Regions from separate parts of the Gossypium hirsutum genome. Here region 2 is linked to region 1. Evidence: chromatin contacts called from public Hi-C data. All regions are on one chromosome and are shown on one strand. Each heading gives the region's core, a stretch centred on a gene start, on an enhancer-like site or on the middle of the called end of the contact. The rest is flanking DNA. Distances are from core to core; before and after follow the strand shown.

Region 1 (4,515 bases), core at 779-3,278:
AAAGGCAAAATGAACACAACAACAGGGCCAAACAAACACTTTTACTTTGTATTGGGGATTAATATTCAATGGCACTTTAGAAAAACTCATCCAACAAAAACTGCAATACCATAAGTCATATCTGATGTTCAAGCTCAATGCAATACCATAACAATAGATCACATTCAAGTTTTAATGGCATAGCAAGATCTTAATGATGATGAAGATGAGTGCAAGGATAATTAGTGACTGTAGTAATGGAAGTGTCAACTCTATAACAGAAAACAGAGGTAAAAGTTATAAAAGGAGAATTAAAATTAGTTCCAGCAGACCAAGTACACAACAAGTCCAGTCTTAATTTTTTCAACCTTTTAGGTAAGCAGCAGACTTGCCGATAAGTCCAATAGTACTTGCAGTTGGTCAAATGTCTTAGGCCTGCAAAACAATATAAAAGGAATATAACTCATTGATCTCGTAGCAGAATCTTAAGTCATATATGATGTTCAAGCTCAATGCAATACCATAACCATAGCCCACAAATACTTAAACTTAACCAAACTGGGTAAATAATTCAACAAGTTAAGATGCATACTTTCAACAGGCTCCTCAGGGCCGAAGTGTAAACTTACTTTGTTTCCATTGTCAACATCACGAAACTCTACCTGTAGTTTTAGGGGGGGAACAATTATTTTAGTTAATTTTCTGTTATTGTAGCTCACTAAAGAATATGAGCAATTAGGAATATTGTGAAAAGTGAACAATACATATTTATCAAATTTCTATTACAGACTTTTGCACTTATTTACAGTGAGAATTCTGCAACTCTAAAATAATTAAACAACACATAAAAAAGCAAAAAAATTAGAAAATGAAAAAAGTTAACATTTCTTACTCCAAACGTAACAAAATGAAATCGAATTCCATTTTGCTTTTGCATTCAAACAGACGCAAGTAGCATCCATAATACTCAGAATTGATTGAGCAAATGTAATACTTAACCCTTCTATGAGAGATCAGATAAAAAGCTCAGTAGAAAGCACAAATTTAAAGAAAAAGCCGGAGATAGGAATAATAAGAGGAAAATGAGAAAAGAAGTAAGCATGGCAAGCGAAGCAGTAAAGGTCAGAGCTTTTAGCTGCAAGGGAGTTTAGGTGGAATTGGCAATGGTGTAGCCATGGGATCTTGATTGGTTAGGGTAATCGATGGAATGTGACCTCAATAAGAAAGCTGACGGTGGTAGGAGAGTGGTGTGAAGGAAGAAAAACAAGAAGAATGACAGAAAGAGCAGAACAAATAGCTTAACTTTGTTCACATTTTACAACCCAAGCTACGCAAACAAATAAGCAAAAAGTTGGTAAAAAAATGGCAGCATAGCCTCATTTGAACTCGACGCCGATAGCGGCAGTTGGAGACGACGGTGGCGACTGGTGAACTTCAAGGCAGCAGATACAATAGTAGCTAGAAAGGGGTAACACCATAGCACAGCCACTTAAATCATGAAACAAAAATTAAGAAACAAAAATTTAGCATGAAACATTTACAAAATTCACACAAACAAACTAAGAACATTTTAAAATAATTTGCTGAAGCTTTTGATTCATTAAAACCCAAAATAATTCAGCTACCAAATCAAACTCTAGAAACCCCCCCCAAAAAAAAGAACACAAAAATTATGAGGATCTAATGAAGAAACCGAGAAGGATCAGAGTGAGACCGAAAAAGAACTTTAACTAACAAAATCATAGGAAAAAAAAAGAATCAAAGGCGATCACTTACCGTAAATAAGGAGGTTCAACGGAAGGAAGATGAAGATGGTGAATGAAGCTTGATTTTTCGTCGATTAAGGATCCAATTTCTATAGGGTTTACTTTGGGAAAAATGTTTATGAAGAAATTGTCGGAAGTGTAAAAGTGAAAACGACGAAGATGAAGATGAGAGACAGGATATTTTGGTCCAAAATAGGGAAAAATGTTATTACTCGTTCCTTTGAATAGCTAATCAGACCCCAAGCCCCTGAATTGCTATTACGGGCCGTAGTATCATGGAAGCTGATTCCATTCAGCGTGTAATAGCCATTACAGGCAACCAAATGTTGGTTTGGTGGTGGGCCCATTGAATTGGGCTATAATTTATTCCTATTACACCCAACCAAACATTGCCTTATTATCGTTAAGAAAACCAGCTAAATACCCAGTTCTTTTAAGCCTATGATTTAAGCCCATTAAATATAAAAAATCACTTTCTTTTCCACATTTAGATTCCAACAAGAATTAGAAGAATTTTCCTATTCTTCGCTTGAAGAAAGGATAAATTAAAAAAAAGTATATGAAACAAGCTAATAACTGAGGGTAAATTCACCTACTTTCCTATCAAGTCATATCAAACTGTGTCTAGTAGGAGGCATTATCAAAAATGTAACGAGAAAGATTTTCTTCAACAACTAAAAACAGTTAGTTTATTTACTGTATAAACTCAAATCATTTTTTTATTTTATTTGCTATATAAATTAGTTTTTTTTTCATTTAAATCACATTCTAATAGTTGTATCAATTCACTTAATTCATCCATTCTTTCAATTCTCTAAATTTTTTAGTTATCAAATTTTCATTCAATTTTTCTCAAAATCTTGTTGTTTTAATTTTATACTTTGTAATTTCTTTTTTTAATTGATTTTTATAATGAAAATTATGCTTATTCGTTTTGAGGACAATCACATTTTTTGTGTCCTATTGTAAATGGTAAGAAAATTTATTAAAATTTTTAATTTTAATTAAGTTCATTATTAAGTTGTTAATATTATTAATTTTATAATTTTTTTATGTTTATATAATCAGGCCAAAAATCAAATTTTAGAGACGTACATACACAATTTAATTGTGAGGGCACCACGTGTTAGTGAATAACACTTGCAAGAGGTGAGATTCTTGCACATGTCTCGTATGGTAGAGGGGACTAAACAAGATCCCACATTTATTCGTGCTTTGATGGAAAGATGGAGACCTGAGACATACACATTCTATCTTTCGTGCAGTGAGTGTACTATTACACTCAAGGACGTAGCTTTACAATTCAGTTTATCGGTGGATGGACCAATCATTACAGCGGCAATGTCATTGGCGATTGGAGTGCAATTTGCAAGCAACTATTAGGGAAGATACTATGGTTGGAAGAAAATTTCAATTATATCGACAACTTCGTGATTACCATTAAAAGAGAATAATATGCCCCGGGCATTCATCCTAAGGTCAATCAGGGGTTTTCTAATGTTTGATAAATCTCAAAATCTAGTACATTTAAGGTAGATACTACAACTCGTCGACTTGAAAGAAGCAGGACAACTTAGTTGGAGATAAATTATATTGGCCACATTGTACTGAGAGATGTATCGGGCGACGCAACCAAAAAAAAATTAAAATCGGTGGTTGCATACTCCTTCTAAGGACATGAGCATGGTATCAACTATCATTTTTATGTTCCCAAGTAAACACCCCTTATTCTTTCCCACTCGTAATAAGGTAAAATACATTTGATAAGATAGTTATCATAATACTTTTTCATTATTATATTTTTGAAATAATATATTATTTTAATAGGTGGAACAATAAGATGAGTTATGTGAGTATAGCAGATGAGCTCGAAGATATCTAACTATTTTTAGATCAATGATCGAAAGCCTATGTTAGTATTTGAATTTTTAAATTAATAATATTTACGTAAGAATTTGAATTTTAATATTAGGTAGATAATAAAATTTTTAATTTCGTACTATAATTCGAATGGATGTCATACACTAATCAGAGAATTCAAGAATACATCCCGGTCGAATTTTTAGCCAATCACAATATCTGGCACGTCAAGGTGCTATTGATAATTTTTTTTACAGTGGAGATGCACGAATCTGATCAAGTGATGCACCAGTTCGGGTTTAGGCAAAGTATTCCTCCGTCACTCTAAGAAATCAAAGAACTACACAAGGTCGACTTGCAAGGGAGAACTGACAGAAATTGGGCGAAATGCCACGACAAATATATCTACATTTGGAAGCATAGGTACGATTTTATACCTATGCGTGAACCAAATCTTGCACCAGAATTGACAACCTCTCCAAATTACATGAAATGATTTAGACACCACGGTAAGCCATATCTACTACTAAAGGAGAAAATGAATAGGCAATGTCGTCACAGGAGGCCAAGACGACCCCACATGAATCCTAGGTTGGGAGTACATGCCTTGATGGAGTTCATCAACTCCAACTCCATACATGTAACCGATGGTTGGACCACCTCCTGGTCAGTATGGTTCATATTTATAGATAAAAACCACATTATGCACCACCATACCATGTATCAACATATTTACAGGTGTCTTTTTTGCACCACCTCCATCCTGAAAACTATATGAGCACAAATACTGACAAAAACATCGATGTATCCACCATCTCTGACAATTTCAACATTTTATCCGTAATCGAGTTATGCAATACCATAAACTTATCTGCTAATAGTATATACCATACACTTATCCACTAATAGT
Region 2 (4,515 bases), core at 996-3,495, 210 kb before region 1:
TCCCTGCTTTATAAGGCGATAAGTAAAGTGACACCAATCCTCCGTCCGGTAGGAGTATTGAGTTTTCAGTCACTGAAGAGATAAGAAAATGTTTCCATTCCAGAGCATATTACCAGCTCAATGTTCAATCATAGACAATGAACATCATGATAATATCAACATCAGCAGTTAAATACCGACAAAAGAATGCATGCGACATTTAGCACCTAACAGTTCATGCACGACTAGAAGCTGGAATAAGAAAAAAAAAAATTCTTTTTTCAGTTCTGTTTTGTTTTGGGCAAGTTACAAACTTATCTAAAAATGTAAAAGTATTAGCATACAGCTTCAACAACAACAAAAAAAGGGATACCTTCTCTTTGTCTCTGTTATTGGCCTTGTTGTTTTCACAGGTCACCTCCCTTTTCTTATAAAACTCAACTTTGTATTGATCAGCTTCCTCAATTATTTGGCTCAATAACTCCTTCTCCCTCTTGTCCTTCTCCTCCAACCGAATCGCATTCTCCCTATGCAATAACAACAGTCATATTTCCCACGTTTAGTACCATTGAAACCTATAAAATTAGCAACAGCTTTCACATTTTCATTATTTACTTATTTATCTTTTTGGTATAAATGAGACTGTAGCCTGTGATAAGGGAAAGGCTTGCTCTATGTTGCTATCCGTGTTTGACACCCATGCCTGAGGTATATCTGGAGGAATAGAGGTAGACCCTCCAAGGGTCTCATAACACATGGAAAAAAAATTAAGATATATATGTTGGATACATATATGTAGCCAACACTTACATGGCATTCGGACTCCGAAATGGCTTGGAGCACCGCTTTGGGTGGGTACATCAACCAACTAAGCTAAGCCACTACAAAATTTACTCAAAAAAAAATATAAATTATTAAAGGAAATACAAAAAAAAAAGAACAAAAAAATCCAGATATTCTCTTGATTCAATCTTTTTTCTTTTATAAGATGACCAAAGTTCACAAGTGATAAAAAATTAAACACATAACCACTCCTGTCCTAAAATATTTTAGCTCTCCGTTTTTTCCAAACTAGCCAGAGTATACTCTAGATTTGTGCTCTTATGATGCAGATACTGTCCAATAATGGCTTGAGTGTCCAATTGACCGAAAAATGCTTTTTTCCAATGATACCACCAATTAGCTTATCTTTAGGTTTAAAAATGCCAGCTTGGAGTGAAATTACTAGCGCTAATCGTAACATTAAAAATCTACCTTCATATGTTGACCCAATTCTTCTATCCGAATTTCTTATATGGTGCACCCATGCTAGTACCTCACTCCTTCTCTTTGATTCAATCTCTAAAAAGAATAAATTCAAAGATAAGTAAAATCCTACAACTCTACTTCTAATCCCAGAAATTAGCACTAATTCTTAGATTTCCCTACTTAAACCCTAATATGGCTTAACCAAACTTATTTAAAACTTTTCAAAAAATTCAGTTCTTTAACACCCTAATATGACTTAACCAAACATATTCAAAATCTTCATAAAGATAAAAAAAATTAACTAAATCTAGCTCCTTCGCACATTTCCAAAATACCTAAGTGCCGTATTCATAACTTCAATTCCTAACTTTTTAACTTCCCCAAACTCTATACTTAAATATAAGACAAAATTATTCAAAAAAACATGAAAATTTTTTAATGGATCTTAACCTTCTCCATTCCCTGAGAGCAACACCTTCCTCAGGCTCTATCTCCGCCGGCGGAGGCAAAACCGGGCCGTCCGATCCGCCAAAATCTTGGCCAAAACCTACCCCATTTGTGTATGAATCTGATGCAAACACATCATCAGTGGAGCCCTTGGCATGATCCGAGTGGTCGGCGAAAGAGTCGAATTGCTGAGAAGGGTCGTATCCGGCGTAGCCGGCACCGTCTTCATCCTGGTGTGGAACAGAGTCAAAAGAGTCTAAGGAGTCGTCGGCGAGTTGAGTGAAAGAGTCAGGGAAGGTTGACATTTTTCTTCTAAGCAAGGTCTTGTACGGAGACGACAAAGGGTTGATGAAAATAAGCTATGGAAATTGAATCGAAGTCAATCACTGTCGCAATGGGAGGCACAAATGAAAAGACGATAACTCTCAAGGGATGTTAATGGGTTTGGTTAAATGAACCAATTGTTTGGGCCATTGTTTGGGTTTGATGGAGGTGAGTTTTTGGGCCATTAAAACTCTAAAGTTTTTGCCGAATTCCGTTCGGTATGGATCACTTTTTGTAGTTAGTTGTCCCTTCAAAAGCACATTGGAATGATGCAATCTTTAAATAAGAAAGAGGTTAAGACATTTAGACATTGAGATCATGCCCTTCCGGCTTACATTTCAACCCTCCCCTCCACTTCAATCAGATTATTTTATTTATTCAATTTTTTTTGTTTAATTATGCTATTAGTCCCTATAACTTATGAATTTAGTTTTTATATTTCAATTTAATTATTGTATTTATCAAATTTTAAAATTTATATCCTCGAGATGGTTGTTAAATTTAGGAATAAATACCAAAAGTATACATGAACTATGATTTAATGCGCAATTGTATACATGAACTTTGATTTTATGTAATTTTAATTTGATCTAATTCTTGTAAATTATTAACACAATTATTGACATAACATCATTTTATGTTTATATATTGCAATTATATTTATCCAATATAAAAATAAATTGATGTATTTATTTCTTTAAATGTGTATGATTAAATCAAAATTAAAGTTTCAAGTATACATTTGAACTACAATTAGAGCTTCACATAAATAATTGCATCAAATAAAGTTCATGTATACAATTACACATTAAATCAAAGTTCATGTATACTTTTTGAGATTTATCCCTTAAATTTATTAAGTATTTTTATTTTCAAAATCTTATGTAATAAAAATATTAGCACATGTTTAATGCCATGTCAACTTGCTATTTTCATATATTACTAAAAAAAAAGCAAGTTAATAGATTTAATGGTTGTCGTTTGCATCAAGATTAAAATTTCAAAATTAAAAAAGCACAGGGACTAAGAATGGCTAAATTAAAGAACATCAATTAAATCTACAATTTTATACGCGATATAAGACTAATAATAAAAATTAACAAAAAAATTTAATTGCTACCTATTAAGACTTAAATTTTAAAATTAAAAAAGTGTAAGGGCTTAAAATCAATTCAATAAAAAATACAAAACTAAAATTAATCAAATTAAAATACACTGACTAAATATACAACTTAAGTATAATACAAAAATTAATAATATTTTTTTTTGAAAATAAACAAGTTTTTTTTTTAATTTTGTTTTTCGTTTTTTCTTTTTTAAATCTCTAACAAGCACACCACTTGAAAATTAGTGTGCAACTGTTTTTCTTTTTAATAAATTTTTTATTGGGGGATTTGTTTTTTATTTGTGCAACTTGTGTTTTTTTTCTTTTTTTTTTAGAAATTGTTTGATTTTTATTATTAAAAACAAACTTCATAACAGAGAGCCCAAAATACAGATTGGTCAAAATCAACAGACCAGCCCTAACCCAGCAAAAAAAATGAGATTGCTCTAGAAAAAAAGAATGCATCAGCAGCATTAAAGATTAGCACGACTTCTGAGGTAACAAAATATCTCCCGATTTCACACGGTTTTCACATCCTTCAACCCTTCCAATTTCTAAAGTCAATAATAAAATAAGAAGAGGAGGATTTGCCCTCCTTCCTTTAATTTGCTTTTCCCTCTCTTGAATTCTACCGGTAAGATAACTTGTACAAATGGTTTATTAAGTTTCTATGTTCTTCGATTTTAATAATTATTTCACATACAAATTTTGTGTTGAATAAGAATTTAAAATTTGAGACAAATAAACAATTTTATTTAAAAATGAGTTATAATTTTTGAATAAATTTTTTAATTCTTTTTTCAAAATTTATCTAGAGTTGATATTATATTGATAAGATTTGCTTCATATGTCGTAGAGACGTGTTCTTAAAAATAAGATTTGTCTCTTTTTTACTGGTTGAACAATATCAAATGATGACTTTTGAAAGCCCTTCTAGATTGATGCATCGTTCTTCAAATTTTCTTTGAGTTCTTTATTTTTTTTGATACTTTTGAGATTTTAGAGAGAGCTATTTTACTATTCAACATCTTATCTTTGATCTTCGGTTCCTTCAAAATATCTTGTTGCTTATATCTATCATTAGCGAAGAGTCTATATTATGGTAATCAATATTGCATCGGTGGATGCACCGTTTTTGTATTGAAAATAGTACGTAATGATACTGGTCTATTTTGGTGTACCATTTCAGATTTATTGATTTTTAAAAAATATATATTTAATATATTTAATATATTTATATAAAAATATTACATATATCAAATAAATGATATTGAATAAATTTCAGATATAGAATATCCATTAATCATCTAAAATACTCATAAATAAAATCCACAAATAAAAATATATCATTCAACCGAAGGGTTAGTGGGGATTTTTTCTTTGATAATCAGGTGAATGAGTTTTTTTATATT

What was found. Hi-C and Micro-C count contacts between places; a contact is called where the count stands out from the background.
Region 2: a contact with region 1 is called in a Hi-C map of leaf, with 1.8 times the contacts expected there. The contact joins the promoter of LOC107960000 here to the promoter of LOC107941173 in region 1. A contact is called at or near these places in 10 of 34 Hi-C or Micro-C datasets (anther, hypocotyl, leaf and 1 more).

What each region holds. Positions count from the first base shown.
Region 1 is chrA05:78,564,111-78,568,625 of Gossypium_hirsutum_v2.1, reverse strand. It overlaps LOC107941173 (auxin transporter-like protein 2), which reads right to left and starts at 2,028. Exons shown (of 11, transcript XM_016874728.2): 1 at 1,756-2,028; 2 at 348-414.
Region 2 is chrA05:78,775,967-78,780,481 of Gossypium_hirsutum_v2.1, reverse strand. LOC107960000 (clathrin light chain 2) reads right to left here and starts at 2,245. Exons shown (of 3, transcript XM_016896195.2): 1 at 1,678-2,245; 2 at 353-506. The coding sequence starts at 1,979.